Linked DNA regions of Siniperca chuatsi: region 1 is linked to region 2. A link is a contact called in public Hi-C data. All regions are on one chromosome and are shown on one strand. The core of a region is the stretch at or near the end of the contact, and the rest is flanking DNA. Distances in the headings are between cores, read along the strand shown. Region 1 holds the start of LOC122881127 (SH2 domain-containing adapter protein F-like). Region 2 overlaps LOC122881127 (SH2 domain-containing adapter protein F-like).

Region 1 (5,045 bases), core at 796-3,295, 85 kb after region 2:
GGGGAAGGAAGCAACATGAAGGTGAAATCAAGACGACCACAGAAATCTCGGAACACAGTTGTGACTGAGACGTGATCCGAGGAGGAAACAGTGGTGCACAGTGTGTATTTTCACAGGGCTGTCTCCTCTGTACATGAGCTATGCAGACACTGAAACATTCCTCAGCGGGATCACACTCCTCATACGGTATGTCCTTACTGACACCGAACATCTCCGGTTTCTCCAAATGAACCCGGTGTGTATGGATTCCTGAGAAGCCTGACATGACAGTGTGCTCCAAAGCACAGCCTGCATGCATTCTGCCTGTCTCCACATTCACTTTGTGCTGATGAGTGTGCGACCAGCACCCAGCATTCGCCACAACCTCAAAAGCTAAAAAATCAACAACAAAAGGCATGAGGCTTGTGTTGTTATATTCAGAGGACTGTGCCAAGAGAGGCTCAAATTAGAGCCATATATCCATAAACCCATCCTAAGTAATCCCCCCCAAGGCAACAGGCATCACTGCAAAAAGAACATTCAGAAAATTGATCTGTCTAGTTAAACAAGATTAGATTAAAGTTCAATTAGAGGCACTGTGAATAAGTCTAGATCACATTGTTGCACGTTTCACCCAGCAGAGCAGAGTTTGCCAGCACTTTACAGCAAGTTCACTGTCACAAAGTAAGCAAGAGATCACCATTTGCAGTATTAAAAAGGCACATCTGCTCCGATATTAAGCTGTGTGTCAACACAGCGCATAGACTGTTCCCTCCACAGCACTCCCTGTAGTGCAGGTTAGTTATCAGACAGAGGTGGATGTCGCAACTCATGTGGACAGCCGTTGCGCGGTTGTGATAACAAGTTCTGCCGGTTGTAACGATTCATTCCTTACATGAGGTCAAGTGCTTCATAAAAAGACCGTTTTACATAAAAAGATATGCACCAGTTTTACGTGAAAGCACTGTAATTCTGTTATTTAATTTTGGGGGAAACTAGGTTCAAAGACAGGCTAAAATGTTTAGTAAGCTTCATTAATTTGTTGTTACTTCAGGGTGGTAATTAGGAACGTTCAGCCTATAGGCAAGTAAAGAAGCACTCCAGTTGTTGCCATGTAGCTACTAATGTTTTTACTAAACTTCACCCACCTTCTCCTTGTTGTCGTGGTCCGAGGGAGGTGAAGTGGGAGATTTAACACTCCCTACAGCAACAGCTTGGGTGACTGTGACACCGCCGCCAGGAGCTGGGCTGCTCTTTTCGATTGTTTCCACCTTGATGAGTCGGTGTTTTGGTGACACATACTTGATATCCGGCGACCCCACAGTGTTCAAGCTCGGACCAAAGGAAATATTTCCACCTGGAGTGTACGGGTCCTCGAAGTCCAGCTCCTTTTGTAGTTTGTAAGCAGCGAGGATGTCCGGCTGAGCGGGGCTGGGGAAGGTGGCCCCGGAGCTTGTTTGTTGGTAGCCAGGCGCACCGGGCACACCGGTGTGACAGTGTCTGTAGTCCGGTTTCGGAGGCGCCGGAGGGGGTGCTTTGGTAGTTTTGAATCCTAGGTGCTCCTTGAACCACTTGGCCATGCTGCCAGTGCATCGCTCTCAAGTCAATGAATGTAGTTTAGTTCCACCTTTCCTGCCAGCGGAGCCCGAGTCTGTTCGTCAAAGTGGGATCCTCGGGTCACCCGCGGCCAGCCGACCGGTGTCGGAGCGTGTCGCCAGTCTCGTGCGACTCCGTGTCTCCGGAGATGAGTGCGCGAGCAGGGGGAGCGCGGCCACAGGCACTTTCTGATCTGCCCTGCCGCAACTCTGTCACTCACCGCTCGGCTGCTCTCCACGTCAGGTTTCCAGACTACGCAACATGGGAGCGCTTGTGCGAGAGGAACACACGCCCCCCGCAACCTGCCCTCCCTACCTGAGAACATTCACTGCCACCTACCGGACTTCTGAAACTCCGCTTAGTTTTAAAAACCACAAGCACATAGCCCCCATCTGATGTGCCCCAGGGATACCCGGATGAGGACTTTTGGTGTAATATGCAGAATTATGCAATATATCCGGGCTGCCAGTAGTGGACGAATAAAATGATTACAAGTTTTGTTCTAACATCCTGTCATTTTGCAAGTTTCATAGACCCAGTTGTTGGTCTCTAACTCCACTTTGTGAAACTGTACCACAGAATAATTTATATCCTCAGCTATAGAGCATTGCATTGTTATGTTGCATTTAAAATACCAGTAAAATGATTGATTGGATTAATTTAAAAAAAAAAGTTGTGTAAATGTATTTCCCATTCCTCTCCAGAGTAAATTTTACATTATATTTCCAGGAATTTAGTCTTAACTGTTTGCTTAAAAGCCCTTCAGTTCAACATTTTTTCCACCAATAGGACTCAAGGGTAAAGTGTCCTTTGCTCTGTACACTCATGTCCAGATGGCCACTGCAGACTGTTTTAATTGCAAATTGCATTGCAAATGACCAGTGGAGAGGGATGCTGGAGTCTATATTAACACTGGGCACTGTTCTAGCTAACTCCATTACACCAATCCATGAGTGGAGGAGGTGAATTGTTCAAAGCAGCAATACAAGCAAACATTTCTCTCTAAGGCGTCTTTCAATCTCTTTGAGGCAGAGGGTCAGAGGTTCACATGCTAAACACTAATTGCCTCTGCAATCAGAGGACAGATGAAAAAAATCCCATTTCTCCTCCCAGAGATATACTCCAGCAACAGTCTGCATTAACAGGAGTCATGGTTGCAGCGCAGCAGGTTTTTATGAAGCAATATTTCTTTTTAATAACACCACACACACAGCCTTGAGCAAGTCACAGTGTACAGATCAGAGTTTAACCCTGGCAGGCCCCTGGGAGAGACAACTCCATGCTCTAGAGATCAAAACAAAATCTATTATTGCTGTCCTGAAATCCTGCCATCACTGCACTTTGGCAGAGGGAAATTTGACCTGTGCAATTTCCCTGCACTTTATAGGAATAATTTCACCCCACAGCCAGGACATTAATCTGTTTAACTAGTGCTTCATACATAAAAGCTTTAAAAGAAAAAAACAAGCAAAATGGGTTCAGACGGTCCAGTTTGTGTTGCCAATTCTGGGAAAAACAATCTCTCAGAACAAAAAGAGAAAGGCCTGTTCCAGCTCACACATTACATGGTATATTTTAGGACTGTAATATACATACTTTCTAGGTGTACCCTCAGTGCTGCATTTACACATACACAGGATGTGATATAAATATTACCGGTGCTGCAGGGTAATAGCCTATCTCATGTTGTAGGTATTAGAGGATCTGTGGTGGGCAGGTGTGTCATTCAGGTTACACAGCTTGACTAACATCACAGATCTTTTATTGCATTGCTACAATTGCATTCGCCAATTTCCTCCAGCTGCCATCACTGACATCCTTTAAAATGCAAATCCTGTAATCCAGCACCTCATAGGATACAAATAGTCTCAAGTAGCCTACACAGGCAGATTGCTTGCCAGGAGGAATTCATGTAGAAATGTATAGGATTCGGCTAAAGTTATCACACTTAAAAATGATATGAGAGGAGCTGGTAGTGTATTAGCACAAATTGTCAATACCTCTCTCACAAGATTAAAGAAACATAAGAAAACATTGAGCAATGGCAGGTGGTGAGTGCTGGTTTGAAACAGGATTGTCAGGTACATCAACAGTGTTTCAACAAAACCCAAAGTTGTAGATTTCCACTCTGGTATTTAATGTAGAAAGCCATCAGTTCATCATGCAACCTGTTACCTGCTCTCCCTCCAAGCTGCATGGCCTTAATAAACTATCAACAACTAGTTCTGGTAATTCTGAACAAACTTTCTTTCCATATGTGTGTCAGTGATAGGGATGTTGGCATGTATATAGTAGGGATTTCTTTTTAAAAAGCATGACATTTGCAGAGTTCAGACAAGATGACAGCTTAGGTTTGCTATAGGCGAATGTTAATGCCTTCAACAGTTGCTGCACAGCTCAAACGTATGACATGCTGCGCAAGACGTTTGAGTTTATTTTCCTCTTTACGTCTGTTGGCTCTTGGGTTTCTCAGGTGCTGCTGGATATGACTCCACAGCAGGACCAGGTAGTGCCATGGTGAGGGCTAAGAAATCAGAGAAACAATTTATCAGAATATATCAACCCTATATTTTAGGGAAAGTGGTATAAATGTCCTCTCTATTTCCATTTTAACCCTCTATTTTGTGGTACATGTTATATTACCACATTACTGGTACGTTTTGTCACACCACAATGTGGACAGTTATTGCATGCTCTAAGCTCACAGAGTCTTCATTATTATAATGCCTTGGTCTCTTGCCTCAGCAGTTCAGCCATAACTGCACACCACTTCCTGCAGAATGCTTCTGAATGTCAAAATACTTCAGCATAACAGTATTCATGCGCTGTATAACTGCATTACCACTGTGCCATGCTGGGGTAGAGGTGCCAACTGGAAATTTAACAGCTTTCTTTGTAACATTAAAGTTTTTCTTTTTGAGTTTTAAAACAGACCCTCACACTTTTAATTCCTTAGGCTTTAACTGTGTTAAAGGAAGCAGCTGAAAATAAATTACTGTATGTGAAAAAATTATGTGCAAACGACTGATGCCCTTTGTACAAATCTGTATGTTTATGCTCAGTTAGTCTAATACATTTCCTAGAGGTACCCAACAAAGCCCTAGATTATAACTAAACGATTTACTGTCGAGAAAAGAGTTTCAAAAGGGAATTAGAAACAAATTTGGTTGCAAAGTGTCTCAAATGACACGTTTTTATGTAAACACACTGAATTCAGAGCATCCTTTTTAAAGGGACCTCTCAAACTATTGACAAAAACACAACCAGGTAAATGCTCATAAATGGATAGGCTTCATCCTGTGTAGCTGCAATATTGCAAAGTTTGAGGTAGCAACAAGTAATCTCTCGTTCTCTGCTTTACTGCTTTAACTGAATTGCTCTTTTCTTCTCTTTCTCTTTTCCAACACATCACTCCCATGAGCACACACACACACACACACACACACACACACACACACACACACACACTT
Region 2 (4,867 bases), core at 118-2,617:
AGGGGATACCAGGGGGAGGTGGAGGACAAGGGATGGGCAGGATGTAGGTGGGAGATGGAGGTTTGAAAGGTGAAAATGATTACCATATTGAAAAGGCAGAGTCAGCAGACTATTGGGGAACAGGTATAAAAGGACCTTCATAAGCAAAGTGTTAGATTTGTCCACTATGTGTACTCCACCTGTAAGCATGTGTACCTTCTACACTTCTTTGGCTCTACATGTCTCTGGTGTGTGTGTGTGTGTGTGTGTGTGTGTGTGTGTGTGCACAGACAGTAGGAATGACTGTTGAAAATAATCCTTGGCACTGTGTACAAATCACAGAAAAATATACTTGGCTGTGTTTTACAGACACTTAATTTTCTTAACTCTCTGATACTTTAGCAGGCTAAATCGTATGGAGCATTTTCAATTACTCTTTCACCCAGGTGTCATGTGCACTTGTGTATCTGATCATACTGTTTGTGGCTTGTTATTTAGGGAAAGAGAGTGTTGTCCTTACTTAAGGGAGAGGGAGTAGTCGTTCTTGCTGGTCTCGCTGTTTCTCACCAGGTAGCTGGCCTCCTTACACAGCCTGAGCAGAGACTCTGCATCTGTTCGGCTGATTGCTCCATGGTACCAGCTACAGTGAACAAGAGGAATAGGGATGAGAAAGAAGAAGAACAAAGGAATGGTAAGAATAAGCAGAAAATAGAACAAAGGAAGTGAAAAAACATGAACTTGAGCTCATGAACACAAAATGAACAAAAGGGCCAAAGTGGTGTATTTGAAATAAAATGCAGTCATAATAAAGTGACACCAAGATCCGACTCACAACTGGCTCTCCAGAGGTGTGGTTGGGTCAATACGCTCCCCGAGAGAGCTGCAGTGGTCCAGAGAGGTCATTTTGGTGTTGACCAGACAGCCACTGGAGTGTCGCTGCAGCGGTCGGGTTTTCCCCTCCTTGGTAGGCGACATTCGAGACTTCTCCACACCATCAAACTGGACTGTAATAAAGGAAAATGTAACAGCTGAAACATTTTATTCTGGAAGAATATGGTGGATATTTTAAAACAGTAAGACCATTCACAGCTCTGATAATAATACAACATAGTCCTGTATGTATACTTCAGCTAGACTTCAGGTTAAGATAAGCTACTGTGCTTAATAGGAAGTAGACATTTGAAAAGGTTATGGCGTAAATTGGTGTTAAATGTATCTACTAAACTAGAACAGAGCAATGAGGTGTGTGTGAGAACAGAAATCCAGGTTGTGCTTTTACACACACACACACACACACACACACACACACACACACACACACCATCATCCAACTGAAGGACATGTACACACAGTGGCGGAGGCATAAATCAATCCTTCCACACTGTGTACACATTCCAGTGAGAGAAAATACACACACATACAAACTTCCGCCAAACCACTCAATCAAGCACACTTGGAAAAGTCATATGCACAAATATGCACACTCGTACACGCACACAAATCCCACGCAAAGTACTGCAAGTTAAAAATTAAACTGCCTTTTCAAAACTCTCACGGTCAACTGTGGACATGATAAGCTGTCTTGGCAAACTCACAGGGAAGTGTTTGATCCTGTGTGGGAGCTGGAGGTGACCTGCGCTCATGACATGACTGGGCGAATTCACAGCCAATCAGCACACAGAAAAACATTTGCCGTTATTTGCAAAAGCTAACATGAGGAGAGAAGATAATGCCCACAAGGACAAATGAAAGTGAATTCTCTCTTCTGTCAGAGTGTTATGGAAGCCAAAAGAATGAAACACTGGATGGTGGGGGTTGGAGTAGCGGTGTGGACAACTCTGTGTGGGTGTGTGTACATGTGTGTTTTAGCCATTTTTCCTCCATCATCCATCACTATACAGTAACTGATGTCACAGCACCCTTGGCTTTGGAAAGACCTATTTAGAGCCACTGACACACTTCTCAAGCAATAATGGCAACAGCTATATGACAAGCTTTAGCTGGAGATTGTTGGTGCCTTGGCCAGTCTTGCATCTAGAATTGAATTACCTGAACATGGCAGGCACTGTACAGACAGATAGGCACTATCATCTTCACCAACATGTCAATGGAGATGGGTCTACATCTGTCTAGACTCTGCATTCCAGTCAGAGGGTTGCATTACACTTTACAGATTGTGAGTTTGCCAAGTGTTCCTGTACCAAGCTGAGTGGAAGGGTTGACAGTATCAATCAATCAATTTAGGCTACACGAGACAACACCGTGTCAACAAATTTCGTTGAGCTTGTGGACACCTCTAAGTGGGGCTAAATGGGAAAACATAGCATCTTCCGTAGATACTTTAAATGTGACAATACTAGCTCAATATCAATCAGCTACAACAGTAAAATGCTGCTTACACATTGATGGGCCAGTATTAATAATGTCATATATGACAATGTATCAGCCACAGGGCCCAAATACGTTTACTTTGGATACCTTTCATTTTGCTGATACTTCTGTATTCTTATGTACATTTTGGATGTAAAAGGAGATGCTTGAAATGGAGTCAACTCTTGTAGCAGTACTTTTACTAAAGTAAAGGATCTGAGTACTTCTTCCACCACTGCCTGTGATGGAACATGATCCAACGGCAGGAAATTGAGACACAGTGCTGCTGTTTCAGCTCTGACCACCAGGGGCTCCCCTTCACCTCCACTCAACTCCAGGTTGAACTGGCTGGCCTTGAGCTCACTGATGCGTTTCCCTAAACATAAACTCATGGAAATGTTTATTCCAAATGACAACTACCGTTGTTATCTTGGCCTCTGCACTTTTGTTTGTTATAGGGCTATCGCTGAGTCTTAAAATGACAGCCAAATTGTACTGTTGCATGACGGCTGGGTAAATTGTGGCTCTAACCTCAGACCCGTAGAAGACTGTGAGCTGTAGCTTCACTTCTTCAGGGTCTGATGCTTTGACTACAGGCAGTCAAATGATGCCCCTGTGTTGCATACAAGTCCACATGAAAGACATTATTAGTTCTCTACTTTTTCATACAGTCCATTTGAACCACATGCAGTCAGCATGGGAATACACTAAGTAGGATGAACATACAGTATATGTGTAAGGGTGAGAAATAGCGTTTCCATGGAAACTGACCAAGGGGACAAGGGAGATGCATGTTTGCTCCACTCATCCTGGTCAAGGCTGACAGATCACAACATGAAGACGCAGCCAATTGCTCTCTCTCCCTCCTTTGCTTTCAATTTCTCCTTTCCTGTTTGCATATGTCCGGCCCTTCCTCGTTTTTCTCCCCCTGACCTTTTCTTTTGATCTTTCCATCTCAAACACGCCAGTCCTGTCTCTCTAATTCCCTCTGTTTTTTTCTCTGTGTTTTTATTTGTCAAGGACAGAAAAAGATAGCGGAAAATGGACTGTGGAGGAATGTCTGCTCGTCCAGTGGGAGAAAAAAGGAGAGACAGAGCAGTAAAAGCTTTGATCTGCTATCTCCACTGTTTCTGATGGTCCTAATGCAGGGCTATCAGTCACTGATTATGTCTGATCCTGCATCAAAATTGTTAAAACTACTTACATTATGTGTCCATATACAAACTGGATATGTAAAATGTACTTTGAACATTATATGATTTTTTTTCAGTCCACCAGTGATCTAAACATATGAGGCTATAAAAGGTATCTGCTAGTCTGGCATACGGATGAATGTTGCTATCTTGGTTTTTCCACACAGTCCATCTCCCTGTATCTACAGCCCACTCAGCCATCCGCCTGACCTCAGCTCTTCACATTTTCTTCATTCTCCCAGCGCCCACACTAATTCCTACTCTTCCCCAGATTCAACGCAATCAGTGTTTTATTTGACCTTGATTAAACCCGTTTTTCCCTCCACCTCCTAGAAAGGGTTGAGTGGCTATTCTCAGTGGAGCTCACCCCATCAACCTTTCCTGTCAGAGCTCAGTCTTTTCCACAGGCAGAGTGCATACTTCTACAAGAAGAGTATTAACCTGAGGAGAGAGCCTCCAAACTTAACAAAAGCTATCATTTTATTTGCTCAACAGTGAATGAACCCACGTCTGCTGTGATTGCCAGCCATCTCAACAATACTAGCTTCAACTACTGTTGTAGAATTATGTTTCAAGGCTGAATATCAATGGAAGTGAGCCAAACTCATTCCCCTTTCATTCTCTGGAGCACACAGCCTGAGACATGGCCGACAGGAGATTGACGAGAGGATTGGCCCAGAGGAGAACAAAAGCTCCGAGAGGCAGCTTAAGAGAGACGAGAGGGTGAACACACACACAAAGACACGTACGTAAATGTGCAGGGGCATCTGTGTGTGTTATCAGTATTGTTGCTTGTAAAGCCCAGCAAATGGAATCTGTGTATCAGATTGAACTGTCAGTCAGATGGTGACTGATGGCTGAAAGACCTGCCCCCTTCCGACACATGGCTTCCTTTAGAGGGCTCTATAAAAAAAAAAAAAAAAAAAAAAAACACAGAGGCTGAAGAGGGAGAATGTGTGAGAGAGGGAGCTGATTGGCTAGGACACAGATAAACACATGTTAAAATGGCATTTCTATGATTACACTGCTATAATGCCACAAGAACATGGAGAGAGAGACTTATTGTGACTATCTAACACCACAAAAAAGCATCTTAAATAAGGAAACACCATTAAATGGAATGGTAAAGTTTTTCAGGGTGTTAGGGCCACAATATTCAAAACATTAAGTAAGACAAATATCAAAAATGTAGTTACAATAAAGTGCATCAATGAGGCTTCTGAACAACCTGAGTACTCCTCTTCCCCTCCTGCACACACTTTCTTTTTCAGCAATTTCTCTAATTTAGCTGGCTAATTAATTCTCATTTACTAATTTACTTATCA

What was found. A called contact is a pair of places that touch in the nucleus more often than the background predicts.
Region 1: a Hi-C map of an unstated tissue shows a contact between it and region 2, with 5 times the contacts expected there. The contact joins the promoter of LOC122881127 here to the enhancer-like site in region 2. A contact is called at or near these places in 2 of 3 Hi-C or Micro-C datasets (skeletal muscle and an unstated tissue).

Annotation. Positions count from the first base shown.
Region 1 is chrLG1:25,353,858-25,358,902 of ASM2008510v1, forward strand. It overlaps LOC122881127 (SH2 domain-containing adapter protein F-like), which reads right to left and starts at 2,046. Exons shown (of 8, transcript XM_044207035.1): 1 at 1,128-2,046. The coding sequence starts at 1,559.
Region 2 is chrLG1:25,269,379-25,274,245 of ASM2008510v1, forward strand. LOC122881127 (SH2 domain-containing adapter protein F-like) reads right to left here. Exons shown (of 8, transcript XM_044207035.1): 6 at 812-983; 7 at 500-619. Among protein-coding and RNA genes, the nearest start is that of LOC122881368, 22 kb to the left of the region's middle. Within about 2 kb of position 1,368, the one cell type or tissue checked has an H3K27ac peak away from gene starts, as active enhancers do.